Regions from separate parts of the Mus musculus genome. Here regions 1, 2, 4, 5 and 6 are each linked to region 3. Evidence: chromatin contacts called from public HiChIP or PLAC-seq and promoter capture Hi-C data. All regions are on one chromosome and are shown on one strand. The core of a region is the stretch at or near the end of the contact, and the rest is flanking DNA. Distances in the headings are between cores, read along the strand shown.

Evidence for each region. Promoter capture Hi-C pulls out the DNA fragments that hold promoters and counts their contacts. HiChIP or PLAC-seq counts read pairs in DNA pulled down with a chosen protein or histone mark.
Region 1: an H3K4me3 HiChIP or PLAC-seq map of stem cell-derived neural progenitor cells shows a contact between it and region 3, with 6 times the contacts expected there. The contact joins the promoter of Slc2a13 here to the promoter of Alg10b in region 3. A contact is called at or near these places in 9 of 39 promoter capture datasets (the 3T3-L1 cell line, 3T3-L1-derived adipocytes, cranial neural crest and 5 more), 3 of 484 Hi-C or Micro-C datasets (cortical neurons and muscle stem cells), 6 of 115 datasets of contacts at active chromatin or transcription factors (astrocytes, embryonic forebrain, embryonic stem cells and 3 more) and 1 of 9 other capture datasets (adipose tissue).
Region 2: a contact with region 3 is called in a promoter capture Hi-C map of pre-B cells. The contact joins the promoter of Hdac10 here to the promoter of Alg10b in region 3. A contact is called at or near these places in 2 of 39 promoter capture datasets (the HPC-7 cell line and pre-B cells).
Region 4: a promoter capture Hi-C map of liver shows a contact between it and region 3, with 3 times the contacts expected there. The contact joins the enhancer-like site here to the promoter of Alg10b in region 3. A contact is called at or near these places in 8 of 39 promoter capture datasets (the 3T3-L1 cell line, 3T3-L1-derived adipocytes, frontonasal cranial neural crest and 3 more) and 3 of 115 datasets of contacts at active chromatin or transcription factors (the NIH/3T3 cell line, embryonic stem cells and stem cell-derived neural progenitor cells).
Region 5: a FOXA1 HiChIP or PLAC-seq map of pancreatic cancer cells shows a contact between it and region 3. The contact joins the promoter of Dennd6b here to the promoter of Alg10b in region 3. A contact is called at or near these places in 1 of 39 promoter capture datasets (pre-B cells) and 1 of 115 datasets of contacts at active chromatin or transcription factors (pancreatic cancer cells).
Region 6: a promoter capture Hi-C map of frontonasal cranial neural crest shows a contact between it and region 3, with 9 times the contacts expected there. The contact joins the enhancer-like site here to the promoter of Alg10b in region 3. A contact is called at or near these places in 6 of 39 promoter capture datasets (the 3T3-L1 cell line, 3T3-L1-derived adipocytes, frontonasal cranial neural crest and 2 more) and 2 of 115 datasets of contacts at active chromatin or transcription factors (astrocytes and large pre-B cells).

What each region holds. Positions count from the first base shown.
Region 1 is chr15:91,571,413-91,574,800 of GRCm38.p6, reverse strand. Slc2a13 (solute carrier family 2 (facilitated glucose transporter), member 13) reads left to right here and starts at 1,540. Exons shown (of 10, transcript NM_001033633.3): 1 at 1,540-2,226. The coding sequence starts at 1,704.
Region 2 is chr15:89,127,115-89,130,146 of GRCm38.p6, reverse strand. It overlaps Hdac10 (histone deacetylase 10), which reads left to right and starts at 1,447. Exons shown (of 20, transcript NM_199198.2): 1 at 1,447-1,757; 2 at 1,828-1,962; 3 at 2,129-2,225; 4 at 2,456-2,553; 5 at 2,657-2,761; 6 at 2,929-2,997. The coding sequence starts at 1,699. Gm46530 (a long non-coding RNA gene) reads right to left here and starts at 1,608. Exons shown (of 2, transcript XR_001781738.2): 1 at 954-1,608.
Region 3 is chr15:90,222,571-90,225,648 of GRCm38.p6, reverse strand. Alg10b (asparagine-linked glycosylation 10B (alpha-1,2-glucosyltransferase)) reads right to left here and starts at 1,338. Exons shown (of 3, transcript NM_001033441.3): 1 at 1,041-1,338. The coding sequence starts at 1,211. Mir7648 (microRNA 7648) reads right to left here and starts at 1,289; the gene lies at 1,237-1,289.
Region 4 is chr15:91,274,192-91,277,602 of GRCm38.p6, reverse strand. It overlaps Slc2a13 (solute carrier family 2 (facilitated glucose transporter), member 13), which reads left to right. Exons shown (of 10, transcript NM_001033633.3): 8 at 1,115-1,236; 9 at 1,388-1,540. Among named protein-coding and RNA genes, the nearest start is that of CN725425, 76 kb to the right of the region's middle. Within about 2 kb of position 1,467, at least 5 of the 459 cell types and tissues checked have an H3K27ac peak or open chromatin away from gene starts, as enhancers often do. A contact at or near this core is called in liver, where this site is marked.
Region 5 is chr15:89,195,018-89,198,154 of GRCm38.p6, reverse strand. It overlaps Dennd6b (DENN/MADD domain containing 6B), which reads left to right and starts at 1,681. Exons shown (of 20, transcript NM_027081.3): 1 at 1,681-1,936. The coding sequence starts at 1,760.
Region 6 is chr15:91,599,562-91,602,769 of GRCm38.p6, reverse strand. No RefSeq gene overlaps it. Among named protein-coding and RNA genes, the nearest start is that of Slc2a13, 28 kb to the right of the region's middle. Within about 2 kb of position 1,434, at least 10 of the 459 cell types and tissues checked have an H3K27ac peak or open chromatin away from gene starts, as enhancers often do.

The DNA of each region.
Region 1 (3,388 bases), core at 291-2,790, 1.3 Mb before region 3:
AGTGAGTAGAAGTCACGGTGTTCAATAGGTCAGCTGGATTTGAAGTTCAGCTTGTTTCAACTCAACAAGAGTTCTCTGCAGAATCTACGTGAACAAGCTGACCACCAGGGGGTGCAGTTTTGCTGCTATGGGCTTGGGAAAGACTCAAGCCTGAATCTTCTGAAGTCTAAGTTATTGTTTCATTATTTGAGAGATAAGTCTGTGTTTAATTTCTCCTTGGGAAGACGGCAAAACCTTGCTTTAAAGTTACACGATACATTTAAAGTTATTCCTCTGAGATAACCGCCCCCCCCCCACATTTGGAGAAATGTGGTTGGAAAGTGAGATATTTTGGTGACTAAAAATCAAGGTGAAAGGGACGTTGGGAAAGTCTAATAACTTCATAGTGTAATAGGATGACAGAAACAATTTCTCTGAAGGAAACAAGCTTAAACTGCATGAATAGGGTTCGTGCTAAGAAACATTTGTTCAAATAAGGGAAGTAAATGAAGACAGGAATTGTTCACGGAAACCATGGGTTTTAAATTTCTTTTTCATTTAAATCTGGTGTCCTACGCCTGAAGAATGAGACTGCAGCAGAAAGACACTTGATTAGTCTCTATCTCCGGAAATGAAACAACATAAAATAATTTACAGAATATTTAAATCAACGGGAGGTTTCCAAACCAGCCAACAACTGGCAATTAGCAATTAAAACAACCATCCTCAAACCATTTGAAATTACTTTGTTTCAGGCAAATGGGGCATCTAAAATCGCTTCTTCAAATCAATGGGGCAGCAGCAGGAATTGTCAGGGAGAAGGTATCTTTTTAGGCTCGCATGCTGGGCAAGAAAGGTGGTAATTGCCAATCACACAACAGATCACATTCTTGAGTTTCCTTGTTCCACTTGGAATCAGCTAGTTATGTGAGAAGGTGATGTATATACGCACAGCTAAAGTTGCTTTACCTCTGGGAATCCACAGGAAGCCTTCTCGTGAGAGAAGAGTTGCTGTCTGTCTGTCTGTCTGTCTCTTGTCTCTCTGTCTGTCTGTCTCTGTCTCTGTCTCTGTCTCTCTTTCTCCCCTCAGAAAGTCAAGATGCAAATGCATTTTAGAAGGGCGGAATTTAAAGACGGAGTAGCAGGGAGAAAGGAAACTAGAGACACCAGTGACCATGGTCCCAAATTGCTCCAAAACAAACTAATTGCATGAGAGCCAAGGGACACGGACACTCACTGCAAAAGGACAGAAGTAGGTGAGTGTCAGGCAGTCTCAGCCACCTCGGATTGCAAGCAGGAGGGCAGAAGGAGTCTTTCACCTGATCCTTAGCCTGCTGTGAGCTTGAGTGCTCTGGATAGCAAGCAGCTCATCTGCAGCCAGAAGGCAAGCTTCCCTGTGTCCTGGTACCCTGACTCCAAAGAGCTCTTGTCTCCAGGGGACCTCCGCTTAACCCCGCCCACAGAGGGAGGTGGCAGCGTCCAGGGGGAGGAGTTCTTCTCTGTCTCCGCCCACCAGGGGGAGGTGGGTCCCATTCGCCCCTCCCCTCCAAGCGGGCAAGTGACGCACGACCCCGCCCCCGGCCGCTCCGTAGCGCCAGCTTAGCAGAGGCTGCGAGGCGGGTGGCTCGGGTGGCAGAAGAGCAGCGGCTCAGCAGCTGGCAGAGAGTGCGCGGCGCCCCACACGCAACTTCCCCGCAGCCGCCTCGGCGGCGTCCGCCTGTCCCATGTCCCGCAAGGCGAGCGAGGACGTGGAGTACACGCTGCGCAGCCTGAGCAGCCTGATGGGCGAGAGGCGCCGCCGGCAGCCGGAGCCGGGGGCGCCAGGCGGGGAGCGCAGCCTCCTGGCCGCCGAGTCGGCCGCCAGCCTGCAGGGCGCGGAGCTGGAGCGCGCGGCGCGCAGGCAGTTCCAGCGCGACGAGACCCCGGCCTTCGTGTACGCGGCCGCCGCCTTCTCGGCGCTCGGCGGCTTCCTGTTCGGCTACGACACCGGCGTGGTGTCGGGGGCCATGCTGCTGCTGCGGCGCCAGATGCGCCTGGGCGCGATGTGGCAGGAGCTGCTGGTGTCGGGCGCGGTGGGCGCGGCCGCCGTCGCGGCGCTGGCCGGAGGGGCCCTGAACGGCGCCCTCGGTCGGCGCAGCGCCATCCTGCTGGCCAGCGCCCTGTGCACCGTGGGCTCCGCCGTGCTGGCCGCCGCCGCCAACAAGGAGACGCTGCTGGCCGGCCGCCTGGTCGTGGGGCTCGGCATCGGTGAGTGGCCGCGCCCGCGAGCCCCACTGACCCCCTTGCTCTCCCCTGCTCCGCGGTCCTTTGGGGGCTCGGTGGCACGAGCGCCCTGGTGGCTGTGGAGGATGCGTTCCCTTCTCCCGGATTCCCACGTGGAATCTGCGGTCGCCCGCGGGTCAGTCAGCGCCGGACAGTCTGGAGCAATTCAAGATACCCCAGCTTTCCCCGATCCGGCCTAACCTGAGGCCGCTTGTTGAGTTTAGGAGGGTCTCCACATCCCTGCCATCCCTGAGAGTGATTTCCCCACTGCCAGTTCTCCTTTAGGATGCTAAGCCCACCGAGCTTTAAACGAACTGCGAACTGCAATAATTAGTAGAGTCAAGGAGTTTTGAACTCCAAAATCCCTGCTCCGTTCCAGTTCCATCTTCTCTGCAGTGGATCATTTTTAAATAGAACACTATTTTCTCTCCTTGCTTTGTGCTCTGTGGTTGACTTTCAACCTTTCCACCTTTCTAGATGAAATCTGTCTCCCTTTCCCACCCGACTTAGAACTTTTACTTTGGGCCAACATTCACCATTCTTGTTTTGCCTTCTCTGCCTTTTCCATATGGGAACCAAATTATCCATTAAAGGTCACGTTCATTTCCTAGATTCAGTTAGGAGCCACTCCTGTGGATAAATGCCCAGCAAGATAGACACTTGCAATTTACTTTAGAAATGAAGAGATGTAGGTTCTCTGGGCATTGATTTTTTTTTTTTTTTTTTTTTTTTTTTGTCACCCTGTTTGCTGAGCGGGGGAGGCACTCTTGGTGTGCTCTTGGCAGAGGGAAGCTGTTTGGGATGTGCCCAGTGTTATTAGAAAGCACCTTTAAAGGGAGAATGGGAAGTTGTGACTTAAATCTCACTGGTAGTTTTCCAAGGCTATAAAATGTTTCCTTTTATAATTCAGTTTCCTTTAGGGTAAAGCGTTGCTTCCCCATGGGAGGGCTAGATGGATTCCCGGAGCTGTCCCTGAGCTGACCACTCTTCACCCTTCTGGATAGGTTTGTAAGGGGAAGCACACTCATTCATTCAACTCTGCCTCTAGGAGCCACGAGCCTAAAACCCCAGCTCACTGTACCCGTATCCCCTGATCACCGACTCTGCTTCTATGGGTAATTACTGAAGCATGGCAAGGCTCTCTGTG
Region 2 (3,032 bases), core at 198-2,697, 1.1 Mb after region 3:
AGACCACACTTGGGCTGGTTAGATGGTCCATGTTCTTCCTCATGTCCCAAGGACAGGTGCGACAGGGCAGGACATAAGGGTGAGGTCTTTCATTCCCTTCATTTGACAAGTTCTGGGCAAATACACTTTGCCCAGTCTAATCTTGTCAGAGGAGATGCCATGACCATGGCTCCACTGCCTGAATCCCCTTGTGATAACCATGGTCCAAGGCTTCAAATACTTCACCCAGTTACAGAGGTGTGGCTCAGTTCATGCCCTACCCCACAATATACATAAACCAGGGTAGTTAATTGGCTTTTAGAAGATGGAGAAGCTTTGGGCTCCTCCAAAATCCTTGCCTGAACTCCCAACTCCTGAGTATGGCAGAGGGCACCTACTTCTAACCACTCCAGGGCTCTTTGGTTTCCCCTGTACATGATAGTTGTATGTGTTCCTATCACAGACGTCAGCGGCAGCCTTGCCCCCTTCCCCTCATCATCCTGGGGGTGTGTCTTGTCCCTTCCCCCCATCTTGAGGCATCTGTAATGCCAACACTCATTTCGGAACTGGAGACAAGGCTGGACTATGGAAATGTGTGTGTGTATATATATATATATGTATATACATATATATGTATATATACATGTATGTATATATGTGTATGTATATATGTGTGTATATATCTGTGTGTGTTTATTTGTGTGTGTGTATATATATATACATATATACATACAAACATACATATATATATATATATATATATATATATATATATATATATATATATGTATAGTCTTAGCTGGTATTTGAGCTCATGTCTCCTTTGTTCCTCCTTTCCTAAGGCCCCCTTCCCTGCTTCCTCACCCTTCCTTGCTCAGAACCCTCTACCCTTCCTAGCCTCACACTGTGCTGCAGTTTTCCTGGCTGGCCTGGCGTCTTATATAACTCTTCTATTCCAGTGGCCTCTTTCTTACCTGTGGCCTTTCTGTCAGTCCCTTCTGGAAGTTCAGTGCTTTGATCCAGCCCAGGCCAGCCCCCGCAGGCACTCACATACACACCCTGCTCACTTCTCTCCTCTCCATCTTTCACCTGCGGGAGCAGGCAAATTGGTTGTGATTGACAGTTGGCATTTCTGACTCTGTGGCCTAAACTACCAGGTTAGGCTAGGAGGATGCTGGGGGCAAGAAGGAAGCATAGCTGCGGCTGTAGCTATGGATGGCCTGAGGACAGGCAGCCCTGTCTTCCTATCCATTTCAAGAAGGACACTGGAGGCGGTACTGGTCGTAGGCTCCGCGCCACACGTAGTTGTCGGTGGCACTGAAGTTGCAGCCTAAGAGAAAGAGACAATGAGAGAAAGAGAGGCAGAGAGAGAAAGACACACAGAGCGCGCGCAATCCCAGGGGAGCTCAGCCTTTTGGTCTACTCCACCCTAATCTCGCCTAGGGGCGGGCCGGAGTCTGTAAAAGAGGAAGCCGGAAGTTAGGCGTTTGGCGTCACGCTTAGTTCAGTTTCCAGCGGTTCTCTTCTGACAATCGGGCGGGCTTGAGCCCGGACCTGGGCCTGGGGTGGTTTCCTCTTGCCCAGGTCCAGCGTGCACAACCCAGTTCGTCCCGAGTGAGGATTGTTTACGTGCATAGTTAGGTGAGACCGGGCAGTGCAATTACCTGCCGGCAGAGGGCGTGTTGCGTTAGAGCGGATCAAAGTGACCACGGTGTAGCTATGGGCACAGCACTTGTGTACCACGAGGACATGACAGCCACTCGACTGCTCTGGGATGAGTAAGTGTGTCTTGACAGAAGTAGGGGGCCGGGAGGGAACCCTGAACACTGAGATCCTTGTCTGCTCCAGCCCCGAGTGCGAAATTGAGTGCCCAGAGCGCCTGACAGCTGCCCTGGATGGCCTGCGGCAGCGTGGCCTGGAAGAAAGGTGCCTGTGTTTGTCAGCTTGTGAGGCATCAGAGGAAGAGTTGGGCTTGGTGCACAGGTCAGACTATGACAGATCTGGGGACCCGAACCTTTTATAGCTCCGCTAGCATTCCCTTGGGTTCACCGTGGTGTGGGCTAAAAGGGATTACTGGGTGGGCACTCCCACCAGGAATCTCTGCTCCTTTCCTTCCTGTCCTGCTGGTGGCCCGCCTGCTGATCTGCAGCCCGGAATATATAGCCCTGGTGCAGAAGACCCAGACCCTGGATAAAGAGGAGCTCCACGCACTGTCTAAGCAGTACAATGCTGTCTACTTTCACCCGGTGCGAGCCAGCATACACGCCCATTCACCCAGATTTATGTCCATATGCCTGCCTAGGTGCATTCACACCCAAGTCTGCTCACCTGCCAGTGTCTCCTTGTTTATGCTTTATGACCGTACCCTACCATGTTTTGCTTGCCAATGCCCCAGCCCTGTCTGCTCAGCAGTGGGAAACCTGCAACCTGGGACAAGCAGGTCAGGTCCCAGGCTCAATTGCACTCTGGCTCACAGGACACCTTTCACTGTGCCCGGCTGGCAGCGGGGGCTGCACTGCAGCTGGTCGATGCTGTGCTAACAGGAGCTGTGCACAATGGGCTTGCCCTGGTGAGGTGAGAACCACCTTCCTCCCCTAGCTGTCTGTGTGTGACCCTGTGAGGGGACAGAATGACTCTGACATGCCCGGTGTTTCCTTTTTTTTTTTTTACACCCTAGGCCTCCAGGGCACCACAGTCAGAGGGCAGCTGCCAATGGATTCTGTGTGTTCAACAATGTGGCTCTAGCAGCCAAACATGCCAAGCAGAAATATGGGCTGCAGAGGTGTGTCCAAGCTTGACCTGCAAGTGTGGGGGACCCAAACTAAATAGGAAGAGGTGGAGTTGGTGGTTAAGAGGTCCCACCCAGCTCCCTCCACTCCTGGCTGAGCTCCTAGCCTAAAGGTGGAAAGGCAGCCACTTCCAGTAATCCCCAGTACTGTCCGAATTTAGGATTCTCATTGTCGACTGGGATGTCCACCATGGCCAGGGCATCCAGTATATCTTCAACGATGACCCCAGGTGAGCTGGGGTGTGGACACAGCCCTTCTCTGCCG
Region 3 (3,078 bases), core at 89-2,588:
GAAAAGACCACCAGTCAAGCACAGCAAGAGTTATCCCATTGATATAAAATGCCAAAAAAAGATAAATAAATAAATAATCAAGTTTCATTTGTCCTAATAATGAAGAACTTGGAGAGGATCGTCTATGACATAATTAATAAATCCTGGCAGACTAGACATCTCTTAAGTTTTATTTTTAAGATGTAGTGTGTGTGCCATGCACCTGAGTATACTTATTTGCAACATCTGCATGCAGGTACCCGAGGAAGCCAGAAGGTGGCACTGGATCCTCTGGACCTAGAGTCACAGATGGTTGTGAGCAGCTCACTGTGGTAGAAAGAAGTCTGGTAGCCTTCTCCAGGACAACAGCAAGAGCTCTCAACCACTGAGCTACCACCCCAGCCCCATTTTAAGAACGTTTTGCTCCCTGTCTCAAATCTGTCTGCCATTATTAAGGTGACAACAACCAACAGACAGTAAGTTATTCATTTCTACTTCCTAAGGCTTGCTCTTTAGAAAATGCATATTCTGCGACTAAATTGTCCAGGTCCCAATTTTACAAACTACCAGGCAAACAATAATGAGAACTCTGGTGGATCTTAAGATTCTTTGCACTGTGCATATTTCTGTAGTCAGATATGTATTTTTTTAAATGATGCAATCTGACTAGTTGCCAATTTAATCCAGACAACAGTAAGTTTCTACGACCAAGAATGAAGTTAGAATAAAACTATCAACTTTTGGGGGGCCCTAAGATCCTCCACTCCGCGTTCAAAATACCGGGTGGAAAACCTCATAGGTTAAGCTTTAGGTAGTTTTTAATGCATGTTCAAGGGAGCACCTGCATGTCTCTAGTGCTAGGGCTTAGTTAGACAAATCGGTCAACTGCCAAGAGGAGCTATCATCTTTATGCATTCACCTAACAAATATGCCATAATCTCGAGGCTAGGTACAGTCACTAGGCAGCTCCCTTCACGGTTTAAGTCTGGGAGGGCTGACGGGGAGAGGAAAGGCACAGGTTGGGAGGATCCGTCCCGGGGGCAGGGCCAGCAGAGACCAACCTGCGACAGGGAGAAGCGGCCCTCGCAGTACCGCTGCGCCTGCGGCAGGTGGAAGATCTCGTCCATGTACGGCTCCCGCAGAGCGCGGCTGAAGGCGGAGAAGAGCAGGCAGGACACCAGGAAGGTGCAGCTCAAGGCGGCCGAGAAGTAATAGCCCTCCAGCTGCGCCATGGCGGGCGGGCGGGCGGGCGGGCAGCCGCGTCCCGGGCCCAGCCCTGGGCAGCCCGGAGCGCCGAGCCCGGAACGCGGGCTCAGAGGCCCAGCGCTGCGGGACGAGGGACAGCAGGGAACAGGACGCAACGCAATGGATGCTGGGAGAGCGTCGGACGGAAGCGTGGGGGGGGGGGGGGTCACCGGTTCCGGAGTGGAGCATTTATGCAACGACGGGACGGTTTCTCTGTCAATCACTGCTCGCAGCTCTCAGAGTGGCCAGAGGCTGAGGGAGGGGCGGGTCTGGGCTCGGGCGCGGGAGCTGTTGTAGGTGATGCTGCCGCCGCCGCTAGGCTCTGGAAAAGAAGGGTGTCTTGTGTTGTCTGTTGCTCTCCAGAAGGCGATGAGTGGTCCCAGCTTTCTAACCTCCAAGCTCCCAAACTGCATTCGTTTGCGGTTATCCCTGTTCTCCATTGCCAGTGAGATGAGACGCTAAAACCATCATTACAATGCTTTTCCTCTCATCGTCTCTGGCTGATAATGAAGGTTGATGCTTTTTAGATGGAAACATACAACCAGCCCTTCGCTTCAGGGCGACTTTCCCTTTTGAAGAATCTATTCGTTTACAGGGCAATATTTTCCTGGTGCCTGGTGAGGAGTTGGGGCATTTGTAGGTGAGGAACACTCCTCCGTGAATATAATTTTAGTTGCTATTGCCGTGAGTGGTGGCTCACACTTGTACTGGCCCCATTTGAGAGGCTGAGGCAGGAGGATTGTTCCCAGTTCTAGATCAGCCTGGGACACTGTAAATGTCGTCCTTAAAAATAGGTAATAAATAGTCATTAATATCTGTCTCTGTTGGAGTACGTTTCCCTTATGCATCTTAATGTGTGGTGCGATGGAGTATTTATGTGTGTAGTCTCAAAAAGTGCTCACATGTATGAAGTTGAGGGCTACGGAGACTTCAGATAACCCCTTTATTGTGAGATTGGAATTGAGACTGACGGTGGAAGATATTTGAAGAAAGCTGAAGACAAAGTATGTTTTCAGCATGGTTGGTGATGCTTTGTAGGAAAAGCTTCTGGAAAATTCGGGTTGATTTTGCCAGCAGCACATCATATAGCAGCTGAGATTGCTTTTAAATTGTCAACCTTGGAATCAAAAGAAACTGGGTATTCTACTAGTTCTCCTCGACTATTAGAAATAACCAGAATTAAATTACGTTAGGATTCATGATGACGTTTCTTAACTCCCTCCACCCTTTACATCCTCTTTGATTACAGAGAACACGTTACACTTACCAATTTGAGACCATTCCCAGATAATTTAGTCTACAATTGACCTCAGGCCCAGTGGGCTTGCTCAATCATGGCCAGTGCATACCATAGAAGCTTCTGGCCCTTGCTAGATATGATGGATAAAGGGAAGAGCACAAGGCTGCCTTCCTATGCTAGACATTCTCGTCAGAATAATTGCCACTAAGAACTTGGTTGGACATCCAACTCCTTTTATATGTGCTCCCTACTCTCCTTAGTTAACTGAAACGTTTCAAAATTTAAAAATGTAAGGTTTCAGAACTGCCAGGTACCTTTTCTATTAATTTAAGCTTTTTTTTTTTTTTTTTTTTTTTGTGGAACAAGATGAAGATAGTAATATACCTAAAATTATGTAGAAGATGGCTGTTTACTGGGAGTTGTAACTATAGTCTTATGGTTTATAATTTCTACTGAATTGAAAGTGCTTCATCATTTGCAGTTTAAATTTATATCTCATTTCTGTTCCCATCAGCCAAGTAGAAAAATGTAAAACTTTATTATTAGAGTTTTGGGGTTTTTTTGTTGTTGTTGTTTTTTTGTTTGTTTGTTTTGTTTTTGTTTTCGGACAGGGT
Region 4 (3,411 bases), core at 218-2,717, 1.1 Mb before region 3:
CCTACAACAAGGCAGGGGTATCCCAGAATGAGGTTGTGATGGTAAAGCCAGGGTTATGTTGGAGACACCAAGACACTGGAGATGCCAGGCCCTTGAGATACCTGCTAAGGAGTATTTCAGACAGGGTGTGGACCAGCCCAAAAGGAGGAAAGCTAAGTAGCAGGCAACAAAGCTGGAAGGAGTTGGATCTCTGAAGAGAGATTTGTCCTTGGACATAGAAATACAGAACTCTGGGGTTTGCCCTTCTGGATTTTGCTGTTGTTTTGGACCCGTGTTCCCTCACTATGCTTTCTTTCCACCCTTTTGGAGTGGTGATGTATATTCTGTGCCATTGTACATTGGAAATTACTTGCTCTTTTGATTTTGATTCTATAGGAAGTATAGTTTAAAGATTGCCATGGGTCTCAGAACAGACTTTGAACTTTTAAACAGTAATGGCACTAAAAGGCTATGAAGAATTTTTGGCATTGGACTGAATGTATTTTGTATTTGGGTGTGAATGAGAATGGCCCCCATACAGTAATATTCTTGAATGCTCAGTACCCAGTTAGTATAACTGTTGGGGAGGACTAGGAGGTGTGGCCTCATTGAATGAGGTGTGGCCTTGTTGGAGGAGGTGTGTCACTGGCAATAGGCTTTGATGTTTTCAAGCCCTTGCCAGGCAGTGTCTGTCTGTATCTGTGTCTCTCTATCTCTGTCTGTCTGTCTGTCTGTCTGTTTCTGTCTCTCACTCTTTCCATCTGTCTCTCTGTCTCTCTGTCTCTCTCTCTCTGTGTCTCTCTGTCTCTGTCTGTCTGTCTGTCTGTCTGTCTCTCTCTCTCTCTCTCTCAGTTGTGGCAGTTGGGTAAGAAACAATGCATGACCCATCCACTCGAATTATACTGAACTCCAATGGTGTGGATTTACATGTATACTCTACAGTTTATTCTCATTTTAATATGACTATTTGCATATGTATGTTCAGGACATAAGATTTGAATTTTCTAAAAACAAATAAAAACATATGTTCACCTTTTTTCCCTTAGGACGTTGAAGAATTTCCAAAGTCATCCACTATAATTACATTAATGTCTACAGCTATGTCCTAAACACTGAACTGATTTCTGTTTTTCAGGTGTGATAATGAAACCAAGTTCAAAGCTGAAGGTGCTCACTGGGCTTACAGTTTCTGCCCTACCCCCTACTCCTGGACAGCACTCGTGGGCCTGGTGTTGTACCTTGTTTTCTTTGCACCTGGTAAGCAAGGCTTTGTCACTTCTTTGCATTGCATTGTCCCCTTGTCACCTCTTTGCATTTGCATTGTCCCCTCTTGGAAGAGTCAGGCTACTGTGTTTCATCCCATAGGTGATTTTTTTTTTTACTGTAGCTTTCATTATTTACTTCTCAGGAATGGGACCAATGCCCTGGACCGTGAACTCTGAAATCTATCCTCTCTGGGCAAGAAGTACAGGAAATGCGTGCTCAGCTGGAATAAACTGGATTTTCAACGTGCTGGTTTCTTTGACCTTTTTACACACAGCAGAGTATCTTACATACTATGGTAAGAGCATGGTTTTTTTCAGTGCCCTTTCACTGTTATTTCTAGTACTCTATCCTTAGATACCCTGGATTTGTGAGAGCAGTTACATGCTTATGTTTTGTCTGTACATAGTAGCTCTGTACATATTTCACCACTACAAGAGTTCTGGACAATGTGTCTGGGAGAGCTCTCTTTTCCTAAGCTTCTTGTCTCCAAGTGCTTATGAGTGCCCCCCAACCCCACAATTCTTCTATCCCTGAGCATCCCCATGCCTGCCAGGATAGAAATCCTTACAGCACAGCTTCCCGTTTAACAAGGAAGCAAACAGAAAATGATAAGGCACCGGAAACAGGGCTGATGAGATGCCCCTTGGGAAGGCTGGAGCCCCACACCTAAGCAGAGTGTAAGCCTGAGAATAGCTCACCCATGTAGGACACTGTGCCATTCACCGAGTCATCTATCCAGCCAGGACATGCATTCTGGCACCATGGGGCCCAGCACTTAACCACTTTCAGACCCAGAAACAAAAGCCTTGAAATAAAACTGTGTAGAGACTGCAGCTTTAGAGAAACACTGGTGGGTAATGGCACAGTACAGAAGTTCTTTGCAAATCGATTTCAAACCTGTGTTTACTAAAGTCTAAAGATCTTGTTCTGTCCCTTCCCAGCCCTCCACCCATCACACACATAGTTGCCTTGTCTACATGATTTTATCAGTTGTGATGATATTAAGTTGGGATAATTTTTTATATGTTTTATTAGGTATTTTCCTCATTTACATTTCCAATGCTATCCCAAAAGCCCCCCATACCCTCCCCCCCCACTCCCCTACCCACCCACTCCCACTTTTTGGCCCTGGCATTCCCCTGTACTGGGGCATATAAAGTTTGCAAGTCCAATGGGCCTCTCTTTCCAGTGATGTCCGACTAGGCCATCTTTTGACACATATGCAGCTAGAGTCAAGAGCTCTGGGGTACTGGTTAGTTCATAATGTTGTTGCACCTATAGGATTTTTTAAAGATGGAATGTAAAGTCACTGTACTCATATCTCCATGTGATGTATGTAAAATATTATCTGTCTAGTCCCTTCTAATGCATCCCCAGCAGGCCTCCTATCGCATGCTCTGGGCATACCCCTACCTTTACCATATATACCAGAGGGCCCAAGAAGCCAGGCTTGTGCTTCATCCAACACTGTGTTCCTGGCTCTTGCCAGGGGACTAGAAGGGCAAGCATCATGTTCACCTGTGTAAGAATGACACCTGTGAAGAATGGTACAAACCTCTTTCCTCTGTCTTCAGGACCTTCTGCTACAGTATTGCTGTAGTTAGTACTCTGACGCCAATGGTTCGTTATCTTCTCTCCTACTTGGAACATCTAGAACAACAGTTCTTAACCTGTGGGTCACGACCATCAGTAAACACGTATTCTCGGTGGTCTTAAGGAATGCCTAACCATAAATGTACTTTTGTTGCTACTTCATGACTTGTAATTTTGTGGCTGTGTTGTTTTAGTTACTAAGATCATCATAAATATGTGTTTTCCAATAGTCATGGTACACAGGTTGAGAACCGCTGATCTAGAAACATTTGTTTTCTTGGGAAGGAAATGGTAAGCTGGTGGTATGTTTAGAGAATCCGGCTCTATACCTTTTAACAGCTAAAACTGTTTCACTGAGCTCACAGACTTGTTTTCATGGCATAATGACAGGCACTCCTTGTCACCGATGATTCTTGACAATGCTTACATACATGAAGCATTCTCGGTATAGGCTGACAGTCCAAGAAACATTTTTTATAGCGACCTGCATAACAAAAACCCATGCATTAAAACTTTCACTAGCAAAATGCTCTTCGTTGATGAGGTGAGGTAGGAAGCATCAGAGGGCACCAG
Region 5 (3,137 bases), core at 432-2,931, 1.0 Mb after region 3:
TACACAGAGAAACCCTGCCTCACAAAAACAGAGAGAGAGAGAGCGAGCTCGCAAGAAGCAAGCACACTTTGTATGGCTGATGAAGGCTACCTCTAGTCTCAGCAGAGACAGGCAGAGTTTCAGGAGTTCAAAGTGAGCCTGGTCTACATATCAAGTTCCTCACCAGCCAGGACCACATAGAGAGACCCTGTCTCATACAGGGTGTTTGTTGGGGGCACTCAGAAGAAAGTAAGACACATCCAAGAGCATAGGTGTAGGCTTCTCAAGGACCCAATAAGGCAGATCCATGAGAGAGTTACCATTGTTTAGCATTGGTCATCTCTCCCATCTTGACGGCTCTCAGGTTGTATCTCAAAAGATTACTAACACCTCCTCCCCGTTTTGCTGAGAAGGATGGGTGAGGTAGCTCTTTGGAATGCCTTAGATGGCAATCTTTAATAAAGTAAAAACAAAACTACTAGGGTTGCCCAAGAGATCTGGTGTATGCCCCTTTTCCCTGTAAGCCAGGGATTCTAATGGAAAATTGCAAGTTTATAGCAGGGAAGGGAGAAGGGCCTTAATTGTTATTTATGCTTGGGGCAGGTAGGCGAAGGCTCTCCTTCCCCCTTCTTAGGTTCCCCCAAATGTTCCTGTCTTTCTAGCCTGCCTCATTACCTCTTCATTCTAAATTCACTCTTCTATAATCCTTATCCTTAGAACTAGGCTCTGCAACTACCTTAATCCCAAAGGCAGCAGCATTCGTTGACCAGGCTGCCCCTCTTTGCTAGCCAAAGTAGGCACACTAGCCTGGAGTGGGACTAGGTCTGGGTGGACCCGCCAACTCAGGCAGAATGGCCTTCATTAAAGGCGGATGGGTGAAGGTGCCCAATGTAGTACAGACACGCGTGCCTGGCGCTCTCGGAGGTTGGAAGAGGGCGTCTAATCTCCTGGAAGTACAGTTACATTTGTGGGTGCTGGAAACAGAGCCCCCATTCTGCACGGAAGTGCAGCCCGTGTTTTTACTCGCTGAGCCATCTCTTAGCCCCAAACATTATTTTTCACGCTTTGTTTGTTTTGTTTGTCTTCATTTTCCCGTGACAGGGTTTCTGTGTGTCGCCCGAACTGTCTTGGACACTTGCTCTGTAGACCAGGCTTGCTTAGACTTCAGAGATTCGCCTGCCTTTGCCTCCAGAGTGCTGGAACTAAAGGCGTGCACCACCACAAACCACCCGTGGTTTTCACACTTTTAAAGCATTTTGAGGTTTGTCTTTAACTACCTTGGGCGATTGTCCAGCACAAAAGCTGTCCGCGACAAGCGATGACACACAAATAAACATTAGGCTCACAACCCTCGGCCGGGTTGGATACCCCTGGGGGGGGGGTGGTGCCCAACATAATTCTATGTTGCCCAGACACCCCTGGTAGACACCACTATACGCCCAGAGTCCCTCAATCCATACGCCAGGCAGAGATGACATCAGGAACCGCCCTTTCTCTTCTGCCAGATGCAGGGCCACACTAGCCACCTACTGGCCGACCCGGGTCACGCAATCTCCATTATCGGGAAGCGCCTCCATCTCTAGACCCTTCTAACCGGCTGGGGCCTTTCTCGCTGGTACGTTAGGCGACACTCTAGGGCGGACGCTCCTCTAGCGCCAGGGGGCGCGCGGCTGCTCCGGGGCCCTTCTGGCCTACGGCGGCAGCTCGACTGCTCCGAGGCGGCCCAGGTGAACCCCTGCGTTTCTCCGCAACGTGCCCGGGTACCGCTGGAGCTGCTACCATGGAGGTGCCGGTGGGTCCCGGGCCCCGGCAAGCTGGCGGAGGACTAGGCGCGACAAGATCCTCGTCCTCCGGCCGCGCGGCGCGGACCGCGGAGATGCCCTGGGCGCGCTTCTCTGCCTGGCTGGAGTGTGTGTGCGTGGTCACCTTCGATCTGGAGCTGGGCCAGGCGCTAGAGGTGAGCTGATGGGCTGGCTGACCCTCCAGAACTGTCTTAGTACCTCTCCTTCGGCGGCCTGAACCTCTCCAGAGGCCCCTCCTCTCCGGACGTCCCTCCTCTCCCGATGCCCCTCCCCCTCACGCTCCTCCCTTCTCTCGCCTGCACCCCTGCTTCTTTCCTCCCATTCCTCTAAGCCGCCGCGCGGTTTCTCTACCCGGGGCGCCCACCCTCCAGGAAGCAGGACTTTTCGCCTGTAGCCTTCCTGCTTGGTCTAGGGTCTTCTTAGGAGCCTCTCGGAATATTTTGCACCCTCAGGCTGACCTTTCCCCCACTTCCTTCGGCTAGTGACTAGCTTAGAGACCTCCTCTTTCCTATTGCCTGTCACCTCTCCAAGAGGAGCCTCTTCCTCAGAGCTCTAGAAACCCTTCCCAGGCCAAGGAAGGAAAGATCTGTAAAGCCTGACTGCCTGTCCATCAATGTATCCTACGCAGCATCTAACATGGACCTTTCTCCAAAGAGGCAAACATATCTCCAGCCCCTTGGTTGCTCAAGCCAGAGTCCTAGGGTTCCCCCCACCTTGCCCCCGCCACCGCCCCCAGGTCTCACACTGGGTCTGCTGCAGTCTTCAGTGTCACTGGTAGTTCGCTTCTGGCATTCCTCTTGTCTTTCAATTAGAATCAGATCCAGACCCTGTGAGGCCCTGCTTGGTTCCTGTGTCTTGAGCTCTTCTCAACCTTTGGCATCTGGTCACCAGCTGTGAGCAGCTGGGCAGGGTCTTAGGCTTTTGATGTGGTCTTTCTGTGGTCTGAAGGCCTCCATCCCCCTTACCCACCTACAAAGAAAGGCAGCTTCTCTTCTACTAGATAAGATGAAAATATCAGCCAGGCATAGTAGTGCGCGCAAACCCAGCATTTCGGGGACTGGGTGGGGGATGGGAGGTTGGTGAAGCAAGATGATTAGTTTGAAGCTAGTCTGGATTGATAGAGTCCCAAAGGAGCCTGAGCTATAGAATCAGACCTTGTTGAAAGAAAGAGAAAGGAAAGAATGAAAGAGAGGGGAGAGAGAGAACACATTGTGGCACATGTCTTTCTTTAATCTAGTACTCTGGAGGCAAAAGCAGGCTGATCTCTATGCTCAAGGCCAACCTGGAGCAGGCAAGCCAAGGCTACATAGTGAGACTTTGTCTTTTAAAAAAAAGGGAGGGGGCTGGTGAGATGGC
Region 6 (3,208 bases), core at 185-2,684, 1.4 Mb before region 3:
GGACTTGGACGGGACAAGAGGCCTGGACTGAGATGTGAGTCCCGTGGAAGACTTCCTCTCCACCCCCCACATCCGCCTTCTCAAATACCCAATGGGATTCCAGCTTGAAGGATTGCATCCTGCCGGGACTGAGCACACCCAACAAGGACATGTGCGCCTGCCTTCCTGCTCCCTCTCTCTCAGAGATTGCCTTTCCTTCCCGAGGGCTGTGGGTTAGCGCTCCGAAGGAAGCAATCAAGGGGAGAAAACACAGTGTAAGCCGCTGTCAATAAATGACACCCAGACCTTCCAGCTGCAAAAAAACCAACCAAACAAAAACAAACAAACAAACTCTTAAAAGTGATATGGAGGCTGAAGTTAGCACTCCACAATTGATGGCTTCTGGCGGGGTGTGGGAGGGGAAGGACTCAATTCTATTTAAGGGGCAGACCACTGAGAGTTTGACCACGGCTCAGCGAGTATATAGATAAGACAAATCGGACTTATTTTTATTTATACTTTTTTTTTTTAGGGCGGAGCTCACAAGGGTGGGGAAGTGAACATGGAAGCACTGGAAAGTGGGTGTGATCAGGGTGCAAGATGTGAAATTCAATAGAAAGGTTATGTTAAAATAAAAGAGAGTGTATCTTTTTCTCTGGTCGGTTCTATTGCTGTTACCGCTGCTTTTCATTTGTTATAACTATTAGCCTCCAATTCCATGGATCGTACCAGTAGAAATGTTTTTTTTTTCTCTTTTTCTCTCCCCTTCTTTTTGTATAGGGTTTTTTTTTCCCATTTTTAATTAGGTATTTAGCTCATTTACATTTCCAATGCTATACCAAAAGTCCCCCATACCCACCCACCCCCACTTCCCTACCCATCCACTTCCCCTTTTTGGCCCTGGCGTTCCCCTGTACTGGGGCATATAAAGTTTGCGTGTCCAATGGGCCTCTCTTTCCAGTGAATGGGCCTCTCTTTCCAGTGATGGCCGACTAGGCCATCTTTTGATACATATGCAGCTAGAGTCAAGAGCTCCGGGGTACTGGTTAGTTCATAATGTTGTTCCACCTATAGGGTTGCAGATCCCTTTAGCTCCTTGGGTACTTTCTCTAGCTCCTCCATTGGGAGCCCTGTGATCCATCCATTAGCTGACTGTGAGCATCCACTTCTGTGTTTTAAAGAATCTTAGCAGGTCCTTGCTCATAAGCTCCCATCCCTTGGTACATGGATTTCTCAGTATTTTTGCAGGCTAAATGCCAGACATCTCCTTTCCGCTGATTTGTTAAAAAGCCTTTTAGGCTTCCTGGCAATTTAATAGCTTTTGTTTATTTTTCAAAATCTTTGCAAGGAATGGTGCTGGAACCAGTCCAAGGGTGCGTGCGTCTCCTGTGGGTAAAGCTGAAGTTTGCAGAAGGAAAATGATTCAGAGCAGATGTCCATCAAGTCACTGCCAGGAGGAGTGCTAGGAACCACAAACGTGAGCATCCCCACTGGTGCTAGGAAATTTCTCTGCCCTGCGTAGGAGTCTTTCGGAGCAGGACTCAAGTATTTTGAAGCGTTTCAAATAATGCCCCAAAGTTCATTTAAATCTCCTCGAACTCTGTTGCTACGACTTCTGTGGGAAACAAGAGGTCGAGATGTGGGCCTTCACTTTTATCTTCAATTGGCTCCTGCATAAGGATGCCACCTCTCTCTATTTCTCCCCATATCCTTCACATTGGCTGGCGATGTGCAATATGCAGCGTAGCCTGCATGTAATAAACTTTCTAACAATATCCTGCTGTGTGCATCCAGTTCCCATAGAACTCTGTTTGCTTCCCTGTTAGGAATGCCTCTACCAGCCCAAGGATTGCCAAGGGCCATCCTGACCAAACCGCTTAGTGAACTCCAGTATTATGCAGACAACACGAATTTGGCCATGAGACCTTCTATATCCTGAGCACATCTGGTGATACTGATGAGAAACTCTGTATGTTCTTCTGTCCCTGCTTTGAACCCTGAGCTCTGGTGGGATAAAAGCTTCACAGAATGCCAGCAAGCGCTCACCATGGAGCAGCAGTGCCTAGAGTGCCTGAATCTAGAACTCGGAAGTTCAGATCCTTGTACCGACCACTGGTGTTTCGTAATTCGTGGCTCCCTAGACAGGGATAAGACTGAAGTGTATAGAACTTACTGGGTAATGCTGGAGAATCACAGGCTCCTGGGAAGCACTCAGGGACTGATTCCAGGATGCTCAGGTAACCATTGGTCAAAACAAAAGCATAAAGGAAACCATGTGCCCTCAATGCTAAAAGTATCTGGAGAGAAAGCACAAAACCAAGATTTCTGTGACCTATCAGAATATATAGACATAGACTGTGATGGGCTACCAGCACAGGGAACATTGTGCAAGAAGCAATGGATAGATGTTTGCATTCTTTGAAACAGACTTATCTCATCAGCAGGGAGCAGTGATCCCATTAAATGTTTGATCTCTTTGTAATCTGGCCCCCCTCGGTATTCAAGCCGTTGCAAACTTGTGCCGCATCGGTACAAGAAGAAACCAGTGGACAGATAGCCCCTTGGGACATGAAATGAGATTAAAATATTATAATAAAGCAGTATAGTTTCAATTATGCGGATCATCTCAAAGCATCCTTCAAAAGGATGACATCACCGTCGCTACAGAGGAAGGTACACCTCTCACTCTGCAATCCTCACGCCCACTTGGGAACAATAGGAAGAACAAACTAACCCAGGAGTGCTAAGGATGAGCTGTCACCCCACAGCCAAATGCCTCACAATGCTACCTATCATCAACCACCCGCCTCTATTGTGGGCTCAGCTGAAAATGGTTCTCCACTGTTGCTACATTGTGCTTTCAGATATAAACAGCTGTTGGCACCATTAGATGCTTACAGGGATGGGTTAAAGATATTCAGCCAAAATTGCCCGAGAGGTCCTTGGAAGTATATCTATGACCAAAAGAAAAGAGATGATGTAAATTTTGGTATTTTTGAAGACACAACCTTTATATTTGAATCAGAGTTATATTTTTACAAAAAGAAAGGCCAATCCAGATATTTTGTTTGCTAATGTGACTTTAATAGTAGACTTCTTATTTGGATCCACTGTTATTCCTAATCAATAAAATCCAGGTTATAGATACCATGAGCAAAATCTAGTTTTATGTTCAGGAAGGACAATTTGTTTGTCATCTACTCTCAAAAACAAATCTGTTTGGATTTTT